Regions from separate parts of the Mus musculus genome. Here all the other regions are linked to region 1. Evidence: chromatin contacts called from public Hi-C and promoter capture Hi-C data. All regions are on one chromosome and are shown on one strand. Each heading gives the region's core, a stretch centred on a gene start, on an enhancer-like site or on the middle of the called end of the contact. The rest is flanking DNA. Distances are from core to core; before and after follow the strand shown. Region 1 holds the start of Rae1 (ribonucleic acid export 1). Region 2 has its middle 3.5 kb from the start of Gm35864. Region 3 overlaps Gm36038 (a long non-coding RNA gene). Region 4 has its middle 43 kb from the start of Gm36038.

What was found. Promoter capture Hi-C pulls out the DNA fragments that hold promoters and counts their contacts. A called contact is a pair of places that touch in the nucleus more often than the background predicts.
Region 2: a promoter capture Hi-C map of embryonic stem cells shows a contact between it and region 1, with 4 times the contacts expected there. The contact joins the enhancer-like site here to the promoter of Rae1 in region 1. A contact is called at or near these places in 1 of 39 promoter capture datasets (embryonic stem cells) and 8 of 115 datasets of contacts at active chromatin or transcription factors (acute myeloid leukemia, craniofacial prominence, embryonic basal ganglia and 5 more).
Region 3: a Hi-C map of the G1E-ER4 cell line shows a contact between it and region 1, with 2.0 times the contacts expected there. The contact joins the enhancer-like site here to the promoter of Rae1 in region 1. A contact is called at or near these places in 3 of 484 Hi-C or Micro-C datasets (all in the G1E-ER4 cell line) and 3 of 115 datasets of contacts at active chromatin or transcription factors (embryonic stem cells, forebrain and neural tube).
Region 4: a Hi-C map of the P5424 cell line shows a contact between it and region 1, with 5 times the contacts expected there. The contact joins the enhancer-like site here to the promoter of Rae1 in region 1. A contact is called at or near these places in 4 of 484 Hi-C or Micro-C datasets (the G1E-ER4 cell line, the P5424 cell line and embryonic stem cells).

The regions. Positions count from the first base shown.
Region 1 is chr2:172,998,480-173,002,072 of GRCm38.p6, forward strand. It overlaps Rae1 (ribonucleic acid export 1), which reads left to right and starts at 1,638. Exons shown (of 12, transcript NM_175112.5): 1 at 1,638-1,897.
Region 2 is chr2:172,520,892-172,524,484 of GRCm38.p6, forward strand. No RefSeq gene overlaps it. Among named protein-coding and RNA genes, the nearest start is that of Gm35864, 3.5 kb to the left of the region's middle. Within about 2 kb of position 1,835, at least 5 of the 459 cell types and tissues checked have an H3K27ac peak or open chromatin away from gene starts, as enhancers often do. A contact at or near this core is called in embryonic stem cells, where this site is marked.
Region 3 is chr2:172,589,009-172,592,601 of GRCm38.p6, forward strand. Gm36038 (a long non-coding RNA gene) reads left to right here. Exons shown (of 3, transcript XR_867065.1): 2 at 5-247. Among named protein-coding and RNA genes, the nearest start is that of Gm36038, 14 kb to the left of the region's middle. Within about 2 kb of position 1,828, at least 14 of the 459 cell types and tissues checked have an H3K27ac peak or open chromatin away from gene starts, as enhancers often do. A contact at or near this core is called in the G1E-ER4 cell line, where this site is marked.
Region 4 is chr2:172,618,526-172,622,118 of GRCm38.p6, forward strand. No RefSeq gene overlaps it. Among named protein-coding and RNA genes, the nearest start is that of Gm36038, 43 kb to the left of the region's middle. Within about 2 kb of position 1,701, at least 6 of the 459 cell types and tissues checked have an H3K27ac peak or open chromatin away from gene starts, as enhancers often do. A contact at or near this core is called in the P5424 cell line and embryonic stem cells, where this site is marked.

The sequences.
Region 1 (3,593 bases), core at 388-2,887:
GTCAAGTTGGCATAAAACTATCCAGCACACCCCGCAGGACTATAATGCAGTGCTGCAAGGGCCATGGCCCTAAAGGGAACTGTGCTGTTTGCTGCTTGATGGTTGTGGCCGTTACTGTAAAGCCTCTTTGGTCACTGTCAGCTGCCCTCACTAAGGGTGTGCTGTGCTGGCTAGTTAATGAATTCTTTAGACAGGGATCACAAGGCTGGGGAGACAGAGGAATCAGTCTGGGCGGGTCCTGGGAAGGTCATAGTAACAATGCCCTGTGAAACCAACCTAAAGGAGCCCTCTACTCTGGACCCAACTCTTCCCCTGAGCCCCAACAGGAATAAACACGACGACGACAAACCAAACACTATGTACGCTAACTAAACCTTGTTATTTGACTTCTCAGGGGATGGGAGTAAGTAGATGATCACCAAGTGTCCTAGACAGGCCTGTTTCCTCTGTGTTGTACTGAGGTCCCTTAAGACAGGTAACCAGCGGCCAGTTTTTATTCCATTGTTCTGTAACCCTGTTCCTGCCTTACATTTTTAAAAATTGTTTTGGAGACAGAACATTTCTGTGTAGTTCTGATTGGCCTAGAACTCACAGAGACGCCCCCCCCCACCCCCTGCCTCTACCTCCTGCGTGCAGGGATTGGAAGGCCTGCCAAGTTGCCCAACAAGGAAACTAATTTTGTAGGGACCAATCACATTTTGTTCTTCCTCACTGACACTTGTCCTTTCTCTCTCTCTAAAACCGCTTTCCCTGATTGGTTCATTGGAACCCCCATTCTGGAATCTAGCTAACTATGTTGTCATTTTATCTGACACCTTAAACACTCTATGTGGAATGTTTCATAGAGCAGGACTTTTGTGTTTCAAACAGGCTTAATACTGACCTATTAGTACATGGGGCTCAGTAATTAAGTGTACTTGTTGCTCTTGAAGAGAGCCATGGTTCGGTTCCCAGTACCCACATGATGGTTCGACTATCTGTAACTCCTGTTCCAGGGGCTCCTACACAGTTTTCATGCCTCCCCAAGCATGTGGTGCATATACATACACACAGGGACAACATCCATGCACGGAAATAAATCTTAAACATCTCAGGGAGTAGGAACCATTCCCCTTATCATACCGCTCGGGATGTTCCAAGTAGGCAGCCTCTCAGAGGACAGTGCTAGATCTGAGCTGGGGAACTCTTTTTTTGTTTGTTTGTTTGTTTGTTTTTTGTTTTTACATGTATATGAGTATGTTGCCTGAAGAAGTTTAAGCACCACTGCGTGCAATGACCACAGAGACCAGAAGAGGGCGTCAGTTCTCCAAGAACTGGTGTTGGTTCTCTTGGACCTGTGAGCCGTCCAGTAGGTGTTGGGAATAGAATCTGGGTCTTCCCCAAGAAGCCACTGCTCTTGGCCGCTGAGCCATCTCTTCGGCTCCACGATCATCTTTAGACGTTTAAACAACAATCAATATAACGATACACACGCGAAAACAACGCCCTCTCTCAACTAGTTGCCTGGCAACTGCGCTGGCCGACTTTCCACAAACGCACAACTGCTGGCATAAACACTTCCTCTCGCCCTCAGCAGGGCTTCTGCGCATGTGCGCCCGCCTTGAGAGGGGCGGGACGCCGTGCTCTGACGCTTTCCGGGCAGTCCCGGAAGTGGCTCGTGGCGCGTGCGCGGTGCTTCTGTGGTAACGGGGCAGTTTCCACCGGCTTGAGGCGGACGACTCGGCGGTCTGGGGTCTCCCGGCTGCGCCCCCTCTGCCCCGCGCCAGAGCAGGTCCGTGGCTTCGGGCCCCGCCGCGTGCGTGTTCCTCAGGCGGCCGCCGCGCTCCCTCCGGGAAGCCCGGGCCCGCGTGAGGAGACCGAGCCCCTCTCTGCAGCCGGACCCCGTGCGCTCCGCTAGGTAGGCCGGGCCTCTCCGCGTGCGCACACCGCCCAGGCCACGGGGGTGAGGGGACGGTGGGGGACCGCGGCGTGCGCGGATGGGAGGGGCACGGCCGAGCCGGCGGGCGTGGTCGGACGCTTGGGAGCAGCCCGAGCTAACCCAGTCAGCCAGGAGAAAGGCCCCTGAGAGCTACGGGAGCTGGAGAGATGGCTGCGCTGCCTGCCAGAGGTCCGACCGCCTCTTCACCCCCGCTGCAGGGCACCCGGTACGCCCTTGCTCTTCTCACGTGCGCATGGTGATCTGAAACTAAGTCCTCAAGTAAATTGCACGGGAGAGGAGCGTGCGGATCCCAGCACACACTGGGGGTCGTTTCGTTTCCTAACTCCAGGATGGAGGAGTTAGTTTTTCCGGTGAAAATCAAGACTAACTCACGCTCCGGAGAAACATAGCCCTGGCTGCGTGTCTGTGCATCCCTCTCCCTGTACAGACAGGCTTGTAGTCCTCAGCCCCGAGAGTTGTCTCCCGAGCCGTCTTCTGAGACGTGAATGTGCACCTTATGGTGGCTCTGACACATCGTGGCTGTCTCGAAGGCAGCAGGAGTCAAATGCGCTCCCACAGTTCCTTGCAGTTTCCCTTTCCTTGTTATTTTAAGGAAGCGACCCTCATTAGGCTGTGGATTGCTCGGGCCTTAGCCTCGCTTTTGGAGAGGTGGCTGACTTGGTGGAAGTCTGGGTTTTAAGAATTTGCTTTTTAGTAACAGCTTGAAATGTGGCAAAAGCATATGGGAGTCTGGAGTCACAGTGCACAGATGGTTTCCTTGGCAACGACACAGTTGTCAATTACATTCAGTGTTAGACCGTGCAAATCCTTTTCTTTAAATGGGCTCTTTTGTAGACCAGGCTGTCCTCAGATTTCTGTACAGTCAGGGATGGCCTGCTCCTCCTGACCCTGCCTCCCAAGTGCAGAGATCACCTGTGCCAGCTCACCTGACTAACCCTAAACTTTCTCTGCCTGTTGTGTGTATGGCCATGCATGCGTGTCACAGTCCACATCTGGGCAGAGGACAACTTTGGAGTTCTCGCCTGCCTTTCTGTTGGTTCTGAGGGTCGAACTCGGGTTTCCAGGCTTGCACACCAAGTGTCTTTACTACCTGAGCCAACTCACCAGCCACAGAGGAGCCTGGAGAATGTGCACTGTTGTTTCAGGACAGCCGGAAGATGAGGCATGGCGAGGGACGGTAGGGCCCGGTAGACTGCCACGCTCAAGAAAGCAGTGCTGACTATCGATGGCTCCAAGTCTACACCGTCACACCAGACCTTCAGTACTCAGTGGGCCAAAGTAGATTGCTTTGGATTGTTCTTTTCTTTTTTGGTGTTTTGAGACGGGGTCTCTGTGTAGCCCTGGCTCTCTTGAAACTCACTCTGTAGACAAGGTTGGCCTCAACTCTCAGAGATCCGCCTGCCTCTGCCTCGCAAATGCTGGGATTTAAAGGCATGTGCCACCACTGCCTGGCATGAACTGCTTTTCTTAAAGCCCTGAGAAATTGTGGAACACCTGCCAGAACTGGTTGTTCTTTCTAGGTAACATCATGTAGACATTGACCTAAAATAGAGAGGAAGGGGGACCCTGGGCACAGGAGGCCCCTCTGCCCACTGCTGGGTGCCCAGTGTGCAGTTCTGACTCTGGAGAGTGATACCTCTTTCCTAGCTGCTGA
Region 2 (3,593 bases), core at 585-3,084, 480 kb before region 1:
TGTAGTTCCGCGTATGGCTAACTGTTCTTACTAACTGAGATACATCAGCCCAGGATGTGGATTTTGTACTTAAAAGCCCACCCTGAAAGGCTCAAGAAGACACCTGAACACCCAGGGTAGTTGCGGGTCAGCCAATAAAGAGTTGCTATTGACTTGAACCCGTGTCCAAGTGGTCTTCTCTAGTGGACACTTCACAATTTCGGCTGACCTTGAACTGGCAGCCATCTTGCCTCAGCCTGACAATCTGATGAGCTAGGACAGGCATGCAGTGCTTTGGTTATCTATTGTTTCGTACCCTTCCCAGATGTCCTTGAACTGTCTTTGAACTTGTGACCCTGGGTAGCTGGGCTGTCAGACCCCAGGAGTGTTCAGCCCAACTTTATCAACAGCATCAACTGCGTCTCTCTCTCTCTCACTCACTCTTTCTCTCTTCCTCCCTCCCTCTCCCTTTCTCTCCCTCCCTCCTTCCCTCCCTCCTTCCCTCCCTCTGTTCCCCCCCCACACACACACACACAGTTGTCCTTCTCTGTGTGTTTTGCTTCTACACAGGATCTGAGGTGGCCAGAACCAACCTCAAGCTCACCATGTGGCTGAAGGTGGGTTGGACAGGGCTTGCAGTTAACAACTGCTTTGTTGTTTTCATTTTTCACTATTTATTTTTACGAGGCGGGATCTTGTTCTGTAGCCCTGGCTGTCCCAATATATTGGTCGCAATATATAGACCAGGCTGACCTCAGACTCACAGAGATCCGATTGCCTCTGCCTCCAAAGTGCTGGGGTTAAAGGCAAGCAATTGCTTCTTAGTTATAAAACGAGGACACCTCTATGATCCACATAAAACCATGGGAAAAATGGAATAAAGTAAAAAATTAAAAGCAGCTGTCGGAGCCCTTCACCTCCAGAACAATTTTACAGGACTTCGCATGCCAGCTTGGATTTCATTAGTATCCAAGTGGGTGAGCTCCACTTGCCCTCGAACCTGCAAAAGTGCGTTCACACCCCGGCCCACCCCACCCTGAATTCAGCACGCGACCACTCGTGGAAGTCCTGACTCCCAGGCTGTATCCAAGCAGGCTGAAGCAGCACAGACTCGGTTAACAGGAGTGACTTTCAGAACTGTCAGTACTGGATTCTGGAATCTACCATGTCTAGTGCTGGGGATGTGACCAGAGGTGACCTTTGCCCCTAAGCAGCCAGCTCCCTTCTTTCCCCTTGCTCTTCATTCTGCACGTCCTTGGTGCTTCCTCTGTGCCCTGGTTCCCCTTGATGTGAGAGGCCAACAAGTGGCCAGCACTGCTGGAGCTTGGCAGAGCCGGGCAGATCACCCTCACATTCAGAAACAGATGTGGCTGGTTTTCTTACAACCACTTGCCGTGTTCTATCTCCAAGAAGCTCAGGAGTACAGGGATCCCAACAAAAATCCTAGCTCAGCTCAGAGCTCGGTTGACAGAATGCTTGCCCAGAACACACACGGCCTAGGGTTCCATCCCAGTACCTCATAACCCGGTGTGCTGATGCTCATGGGACTCCCAGTGCTTAGAAGCAAGAGAATCAGGAGGTCAAAGTACGAGCTATGTAGAAAGTTCCAGACCACTCTAAGCACCATGATTCCAGGTGAGGGGGGGGGGGGGAGGAAAGACCTAAACGAACAAAAAAAAAAAAAAAAAAAATCCTACCGTACAAGGCAAGCCTTGAGGAAGCACTCGCTGAGGGAATTATTGAGCAATTTTTGCTTCCCGCTGTGGGTTCACCTCTGCATGAAGCTTCATAAAAGATCCTGACGCCCTACGCATTGCTGGCCCCGGGCTACAGGAGGTGAAATCTCGCTGCAGCTCAGATTCCTGAGACAGGTGCGCCTGAGTGGTCACCAGGCTGTCCCAATCTCAGGGCAGATCAGGGGGCCCCTCCCAGGCTCCGATTCAGGAGTTCTGGGTGAACCCCAGCAACGTAAATTTCAACGTAAATTTCTAGTGAGTGTTCTTCTAGGAAAGGCTGATGCTCTTGGGGGTCTCTTTAGGAGTGGAAGTTGGAGAGTTCCCCTAGCAACGGCCATTGAGGTAAAAGATCCCACAGAACCAACCAGGAACCAGAAGGCTCCACCTTCGGCTCAGCCAGGTGGCCGCTCTTCCTGGGCCATGTGGCTCCCTGCCGCATCTGCCACTGACAACGGCCCCTGGAGGGAAACTGGGCTCAGGCAGATGTTCAGTAGCCTAACTTCATAGTAAGTTTTCTTCTGCCATGGGCTAAATACACCGTAGATTCTCATCAGCCATGGGCGACAGACACGGTGGATTCATCCTCCGGCCTCAGTCACCGTACCTGCCAAAGGGGCGGGGGCGGGGGTGGGGGTGGGCAGAAGTGATTGGCCCAACAGAATCAGGTCCAGTAAGGGTGGATGGGGACAGAGAGCCAGAGCGGGCTATATTTGCTGGCCTTGCAGAATCCTATACCTACGGTTAACTTGCGTGTGCCTACAAGGAAAATAAGAAGCTAAAGTCAGGAAAACTCTAGGTTTGGAAGACACGAGGACCACTGTTAAAGTGTTACCTTCCAGACTTGAAAGGGAACCATCAGGGTGTTCTAACCCCACCCCACCCCCAGCCCCCCATCTTGCCCCAGTTGCCAGCTACTTCTCTAGCTCATTCTTCTCAATTTTGATATCTGAAATACTTCACGTTTGAAATTTTTTGGTAGATGGTTGTGGCGCTCCGCCTTCCTGTCTTCACGCGAGCCTTGCCTGTGGCTGAGCTTTAACAACATTTTAACTAAATTTTTTAAATCACATTTATTTATTGTTTTCTAGTTGAGGGTGTGTAGTGCAGACGTGGAGGTCAGAGGACAGCTTTTGGGGAGCCAATCTTCCACTTGTGTCATTTGGGGCCCACGGGTTGACGGCTTGGCCGTAAGGGCCTTTCCCCACTGGAACCTCTTGCCAGCCTAGCGTCACTTTGCGGCTATGGATGACGCTCTCGCTGTCTCCTGTCTGGAAAGAGTCACCTTTTCCTTCCCCGGTGTATCTCCTAATGGCACCTCTGAAGAATGTGGAAGGACACCTTTTACTGCGTGCCTGTCCCCCCATGCAGGTGGATTTCTGTTACTTCCAGGGAAGCCTGGTCTACTTAATGAGCTCCAGGCCAGGACTCTGTGTTCACAAAGACCTTCGTGACCTTGTGTCCTACATAAATAAATAAATAAATAAATAAATAAATAAATAATAGATAGATAGATAGGAAGAAAGAAAGAAAGAAAGAAAGAAAGAAAGAAAGAAAGAAAGAAAGAAAGAAAGAGGAAGGGAGGGAGGGAGGGAGGGAGGGAGGAAGGAAGGAAGGAAAATATTATTGCACTATTGCAGGGAGCAGCGGCTCGTGCTGGTAATCAGTGTTCACGGGGCTGAAGAGATGGAGCCGCCGTGGTTAAGTGCACTGGATGCTCTCTCAGAAGACCCGGGTTCAGTTCCCAGTGCCCACATGGTGGCTCCTATCTATCGCCTTAGTTCTAGGAAATCTGATGCTCCTGGCCTCCTCTGGTACCTTGAACACACATGGTGTAAACACACACACATGCATGTGCACGCATGCCTGCGTGAATACAAA
Region 3 (3,593 bases), core at 578-3,077, 410 kb before region 1:
CTAGAAATCTGGAGGGGAACCTCCCCTCTTTGCCCCGCTCTGGCCCCCACCCCAGTCCAGCCAAAGAAAGGAATGAAGTTAACTGCCCATTGTTCCTGTGACACTTCCTGAGAACAACAAAGAGCCTTTTTACCAGGGAAAGTGAAGCAAGCCAAAGATCCACAACCTGGAAGTCACAGAATTCAGCTGTGTTGGTGCCAGATGGGAGACACCCAACAAGCCATGTTCAGAGTTGGAGCCAAAACAGGTAGGCTGTGCAGAAAGCCCATATATGGCCAGTCTTTTGGGTATACTGTGCTCAAGTATATAACATTGACTAGATACTTGGAAACAACGCACATGGAAGGTTCTGGAAGGATCAGTGAACATGGGAGCCCATTCCCTGCTGGGTCACACCTCTTTTCTGCTAGGTCCATTTAGTTTTGAGCTAAGGGAAACAGAGATGTAGAGACTTATAACTGGGTCTCTATATTAACTGCTACCGAGATGCCTCTCAACAGAGAGTTCCAGACAGAGGAGGCGAATGATCAGTCTGTGGAGGCAGCGAACATGCTAGAACTAGAGACCAGCAATGAGATGGAGCTGAACAGGGGGCAGGAGGCAGGAGATGAAGCTAGAGTTGGAGCTGTGACCAAGCTTGAGAGAGTGTGGCAGTCTAGGAGACTGGCTCTATTTTACCCTGAATCCCTGGTGTCCCAGGGCCCTACTGGCAGGGTAGGAGCTGGTCTGACCAAAACAGCGCTAAAACAACAGGTGCTCATTCTTACAATATCCCAAGATGGGTGTTCAGCCACACCCCCTAATGGTTCTAGGGGAAGGTCCTTTAGTGCTTCCTCCAACTCTTGATGGTTTGGGAGATCCTCAGTGTGCCTTGGCTCACCTTAGCCCTCCCTCTGTCTCTGTCCCCCTCCTGTCAGCATGTGAAGTCTTGTCCTATAAGGACAACGGTTATTTCATATGGTCTTTGCTCTGGTTCCGCCTGACCTCACTTTAGTTTCATCCAGAAAGGCTCTTTCCAAACAAGGTCACCCTCTAGCTGGACAGCGATTCTGGCTGGCGATGGGATGGATGTTCTTTAACTCAAGACAAGACAGCGGTGAGACATGCACGGCATGCTGTTCACCTATGGAAGGGGTTACGTCAGCACAAGGAAAGGGCTGAGGAGCCAACGTGGGCACCAGAAGTGACGAGAGACTGGAGAACAGGGAGGGTGAGGATGTGGGGGCAGGGAGGTCAGGGATGGAGGCTGAAGATGTTCATGTGGGGAAACAAAAAGGACGCGGAGATGAATAGGATTCCAGCTAAGTAAGGGGTGCATTCTAGAACCTTCCCTAGGGGGCTGGTGGCTTCTGAGCCCAGCCTTCAGTGACACAGTTCTGTAAGGCTCAGGATGTGATGGAAAGAACGCACACAAGTGGGGGAGGTGGAGGCTCTGGGAAGAAAGCAGAAGGCTGAAACGTACACACAAGCCAGGACCTTGCCCCAGCAGCAGGAGCTCACCAGGGACACTCCAAACCTCCTGGCTCAGCGCGTGGGCACCCCTCAGAATTGCTGATGGCTGACCTAGAGTAAATACCCCTCCCTGTGAGCTCACACTTCAATTAGGCCTCTGCTCCCTCCAGTCTGGTCCCTTACTCTCTGCTGCTGTCTGGGGCGCTGCCTAGTAGGCACCAGTGGTCTGTTGATGCCCAGGACAGGGGTCTCTATCCCGAAATGCTAAGGGGGAGGGGAACCTCGGCTTCTCTCAGAGGTGGTGCCCTTTGGATTGCCTGTGCTGTCCAGACGAGGAGCAGGAACCTGGGGCTGCATGCTTCCAAAAACTCCCACGCGCCCTTGGGAGATTAAACAGAAGCTTTAGTCATTGAAGGTTCCAGAAGCCAGGCATGTGAAGTCAGTGTGGCTGCGCTGAAATGGGGTGTCGACAGGGCCCCACTCTCCCTAGGAGATCTCTCTCCATGACCCTTCCCACTTCTTCAAAGGCAGCATCTTCACTCCCACCATAGAAAATGCTTAGTCATCCCCTTATCATACATGCTCAGACCTGTGACTGAGGGCACACAGATAAAATCAGGAGTTTCCCATTTCCCGCCCCTCCTTTCTGTTGGGCACAGAGTCTTCCGTAATAACTCAAGCCGGTCCCAGACTCATGATCATCTGGAGCAGGGGGTTGGCAGGAGGCACCACCATACCTGCCTTCATGTCTGTGTTATCTTTTTTGTTTTCTGTGTTGTACTGGTTAGCATGGAGCTCATGATGTAGGCAAGGCTGTCCTTGAACTTGCAGCAATTCTTCCTTAGGTGGAGTGACAGACATGTGCTATCAGGACCAGCTCCGTCTTACTAAGGATGCCCCTGTTGCTGATTGTAGTGTGGGAACTCGAGAGCAGGCCCCATCTGTGCAAGGCAGCCTGCACCTCTTGGTTTATACTCTGTGACGAAGACTGACTTCCTTTCAGTATGATGTTGGGTTCTTGGGAGTAGGACCGGGTTTGTCTATGGGGCCTGTATTCTGCCCAAGCAAAACCCTCAGAGGCTGTATACAGGAGGTGTAACCAACACTGCCACTCAGGTTCTTCACAAGTGAACACCAGAGTGTCTTTTAAAATTGTGTGTATGTGTGTGTATATGTATGTGTGTGTATGTATCTCTGTGTGTATATGTGTATATATCTGTCTGTGTGTCTGTATCTGTGTATGTATGTCTGTGTATGTCTGTGTCTGTGTGTCCTCTGTGTATATATGTGTCTGTGTGTCTGTGTGTATATATGTGTCTGTGTGTATGTGTGTGTAAATGTGTCTGTGTGTCTGTGTGTGTATATGTGTGTGTATGTGTGTATGTGTATGTGTGTATAGAACCTGGGCAGTTCTTTTCTTTCCCCCCGTGGATCTCGGGGATTAAATTCAGGCCTTTAGGCTTGGCAGCAAGCACCTTTACCAACTGAACCGTCTCCCAGGCTCTAGGTTTTGGTTCCCTTACCTTTTTTTTGACCTGTCTTGAGTCTCAAGTAGCTTTAGCTGTTCTTGTCCTTGCTGCATAGCTGAGGGTGACTTTGAACTCCTGATCCTCCAGGCTCCACCTCCCAGAACTGGCATGAGAGCTGAGCACTGCCATCTCTGATCTCTGCTTCTAATGAAGCATGGCACAAAGACCTTTTTTTATATATTTGTTTGTGTGTGCACGCATGTGTGTGCATTTGAGTGCACATGTGAGTGCACGTGAAGGTCAGAGAACAACTTTCTGGAATCAGTTCTCTCCTACCATGAGAGTTGTGGTGATCAAACTCAGGTCATGGGTCAATATGCAGAAGACCAAGGTGTCCTTGAACTTGTAACCCTCCTGTCTCTGATACGGGGTTACAGGCATGAACTACCATAGCAAGTACCTATACTCTCAGAGGCATCTTAGCTACCCTGGTCTTTTAAAAGAAAAAATTTAAAGGTGTTTTTAATTAATTTAAAATGTTCTATGTGTGTCTCTGTGTGCACACTGCATGGGTGCAGGTGTCTGTGGGGGCAGAGCTCCTGTATGTGGCATCTCCTGGAACTGGAGTCACAGATGGGTGTGAACTGCCTGATGTGGGTTCTGGGAGCCAAA
Region 4 (3,593 bases), core at 451-2,950, 380 kb before region 1:
TGTAGTCCTGGCTGTCCTGGAACTCACTCTGTAGACCAGGCTGGCCTTGAACTCGGAGATCTACCTGTCTCTCGGCCTACTGAGTGCTGGGATTAAAGGTGTGTGCTACCAACCTCCTGGCTGGGAGGGCAGTGAGCTTCCTCCCATGATAGTTGGTTTTTTACTAGAATTTTTCTGAAGTTTTCAAAAGAAGTGTTACAAAGTAAATGTGGAAAACTGTTCTATTGTTCCCTTTGTCTCCCCAATTAATAACACAGAGGCCTGGTATGTTTACTAAAAGCCTCAGGTGCTAAGCTGGGAAAATTCTGAGCTATTTTCTAAGGAGAAGATGCTGGCCTGGCCGATTTCCCAGCCATGTGCCCATTACTTGCCTTCTTAGTCTTGTCCTGGCTGCTCCTGCTCTATCAGTGTCCTCATGGTAACCTTCCTGGCCACCTGCTCATGGAGAATGGCTCATGGTAAATCTCTCATGGCAAATATCTCTGTCTCTGTCTCTCTCTGTCTCTCCCTCTCTCTCTCTTCCTCTCTTCCCCCCCCCCTCTCTCTCTCTCTCTCTCTCTCTCTCTCTCTCACACACACACATACACATACACACACCCCACCCCAATCAGAAGATAATGGAGACCAATGTTTTACAAAACTACCCATTCAGAAAGTGCTTCATAATAATAGCAAATCACAATAGCAAAGTCAGACTCAAAGTCAGACTGCACCCAGATCTCGGGGTGCAGTAACTAGCATCTGAATACACAGTGCACAAGACCACCCCCCACCCAAATGCGGTAGGCTCCCATTGTGAACCGGGAGACAGCACAGGGGGCTGGAGGGTGAAGAACTGTTCTGCTCAGAACCCTGTCCTGCTTGCCATTCTTTGATGCAAAGCATTCTGGGTGCCACTGGGCAGTGCTGACGGTCTTGGCAGGAGCATCTCAGGGCTCACGGAGCAGTTCTCTGTGCGCATGTGCTCTGTGCTCCTGGGCCAGCCATCCCTCTGCTCAGGGCTCCAAGACCTGCCCAGTGCTCCGTAGGTTGCTGCTCCTCCTTGGGATTCCCGGGTGCAGCCTTCGTCAGAATCACCCGGGGACCCGGAGAGGCACAGGTTATTGGGTGGTGGGTTCACGAGTCTGGGGAAGAGCCCAACATGTTCACTTTAAGAAAATTCTCAAAACAAAACAAAGCAGAAGCCGGGCATGGGTGGTGCATACCTTTAATCCCAGCACTTGGGAAGCAGAGACAGGTGGGTCTCTGAGTTCGAGGCCAGCCAGGTCTAAAGAGTGAGTTCCAGGACAGCCAGGGCTACATAGAGAAACCCTAACTCGAAAAGCCAAACAAAGAAAAGAGTAAAAAAGAAAATTCTCAGTCTGGGGACCACACTTTGAGAGCCACTGGTCTATATCTACATATTTACCTCTTAGGCTGGTCTTGAAATCTCTGTGTGGCCAAAGACAGCTCTGGGGTTCTGATGTCTCCATCTCCTTGATGCTAGAATCACAGGGACTCACCCCATACCTGGGTATGTAGGACAGTGATAGACAGCAGGCCTTCCGCATGCTGAGCAGCTCATCTCAGGCCCTTTATGTCATTCAAAAACGAAGCTACAAAGCCGATAAAATGCAGGTGGCAAAATACAGGAAGTCTCACAAAGGGACCAGAAAGTTCACTGTCAGCCACATCTGGAAGCCTGGGACAGGATGCTTGCGATCTCATGGCAGCTGGTGGCAGTGTGACCCCAGATACCATTCCTTCCCCGAGGTCCCAGTCTCTTCATTTCCAGGCCTCTCTGAGGGCTGCTAGACTCTGCTAGCTGGGCCACCTGTCCCTGTCCTTGAGGTCCTAGATGGAGCAGTCTCCTTACTGCCTTTGGGTCTCCCTACTGTGGAGCCCCCTACAGACTGCCCTGCATTTAAACTGGCAATGGGGGAAAGCCAGGCTTCTGGAAGGGTCTTTATTGCCACTAACCAAAGGCCTCCTCGGCCCTGCTGCTACAGGGTTTGATTTTATCCCCAATCAATACCCAGAGCTGATGAAAAGCCAGGTTCCTAAAGGCTGCACGTGTTCATGTTGCTAAAAATCACTTGGCCCACAGGACTGGGGCAGAGCTCAGTGGCAGGGCACTTGCCTAGCATGGTCAAAGCACTGGATTCAATCACCAACACTGTGTGGGGGATGGGGAGGCAGAGATGTCCTACAAAAGCCTAGACTGCTGGAAAATGCTCACCTCGCAAAAGAGGAGATCAGAAATGACAGCAGGGAGGACCAGATACAGAATGACTGAGGCGATGTGACAGCTAAGTGAGTGCCAAGGATAATGCTAGGGACAGCTGGGGACACGGGGATGTGCCTGGCTGTAGCAGATAGCATAGAATTATCCCATAGAATTATGGGAATGATTACACTGGAATTAAGACAATGTTGTGATGCTGTTGTGTTATGTAGGTGGCATGTTCTGCATTAAACAGTGAAGAAAGTTGTCATTATGTGTCAGCATGTCCTTAGGAGATGCACATTGAACAACGAGGATATGAAGTGTAATGACATCAGGAGTGCCTATGCATGTGTATACACACACACACACACACACACACACACACACACACACAGACACACACACAGAGATACACACACACACACAGAGGCACACAAGTGCACAAATATGCATGCCCACACAACCATGCCCATACATGTCTGCACACTTACACATACATACATGTACACCTTTGCACAATCGCACACCACTTGCGTGCTTGTACACATGTGCACCCATACGTGCAATTCATACATGCATAGCCAGGTGTACACACATGTATTCAAGCAACACATCCTTGCACAGCATATGTGTATGTGCACACACATGCACATCTCTTGGCAATGTTGTGAGAAAGCAGCTAAGGTCACATGGACCATCCTTCTGCTTTTTAAAACCACATCTGGAGAGTCTGGCTCCTTCCTAAGCATATGTACATCCAGCTGGTGTGGTCCCATCAGCCCCTGGTTCATGGATAAATCACAGTTACGAAGGGAAGGATCTGCCTGACCTCCAGGCCCCACACCCAGGCCACCTCTGAGGAGCAGGTGAGGACTCACTTAGAGCTGGCAGGAGGCTGTGACCAACAAAGATGGTGGTGGTCCTATCCGCTCCCACTCCCGCCCCCTGCATTAGAGGGAACTGTGAAGCCCTGGATCACACAGGCTTCCTCCCATTGCTCTGCTGCCCAAGAATATCTCTTGGGTTTTATGGCCTCTGGAGCTCCAGCCATCACACATACACACACACACACACACACACACACACACACACACACACACACACACATGCATCCCAGACTTAGGAGGAAAAAGGAACAAGACAGAAACGGTGAAGAGCTAAGCACTTGATGCTTTTTGAGAAAACCTTGCATCTTGTTAGGTAAACAGTCATATCGTCGTCTTGCCTTGCTTCAAGGGCATCTGGGAATACAGTTTTAAAATTCTTAGACAGGGGAGCTGGAGACATGGCTCAGCAGTTAAGAGTGCTAGAGCTCTTCCAGAGGATCCAGGTTCAGTTCCCAGCACACTCACGGGGGCTCACAACTGTTAACTCTCGTTCTAGGGGA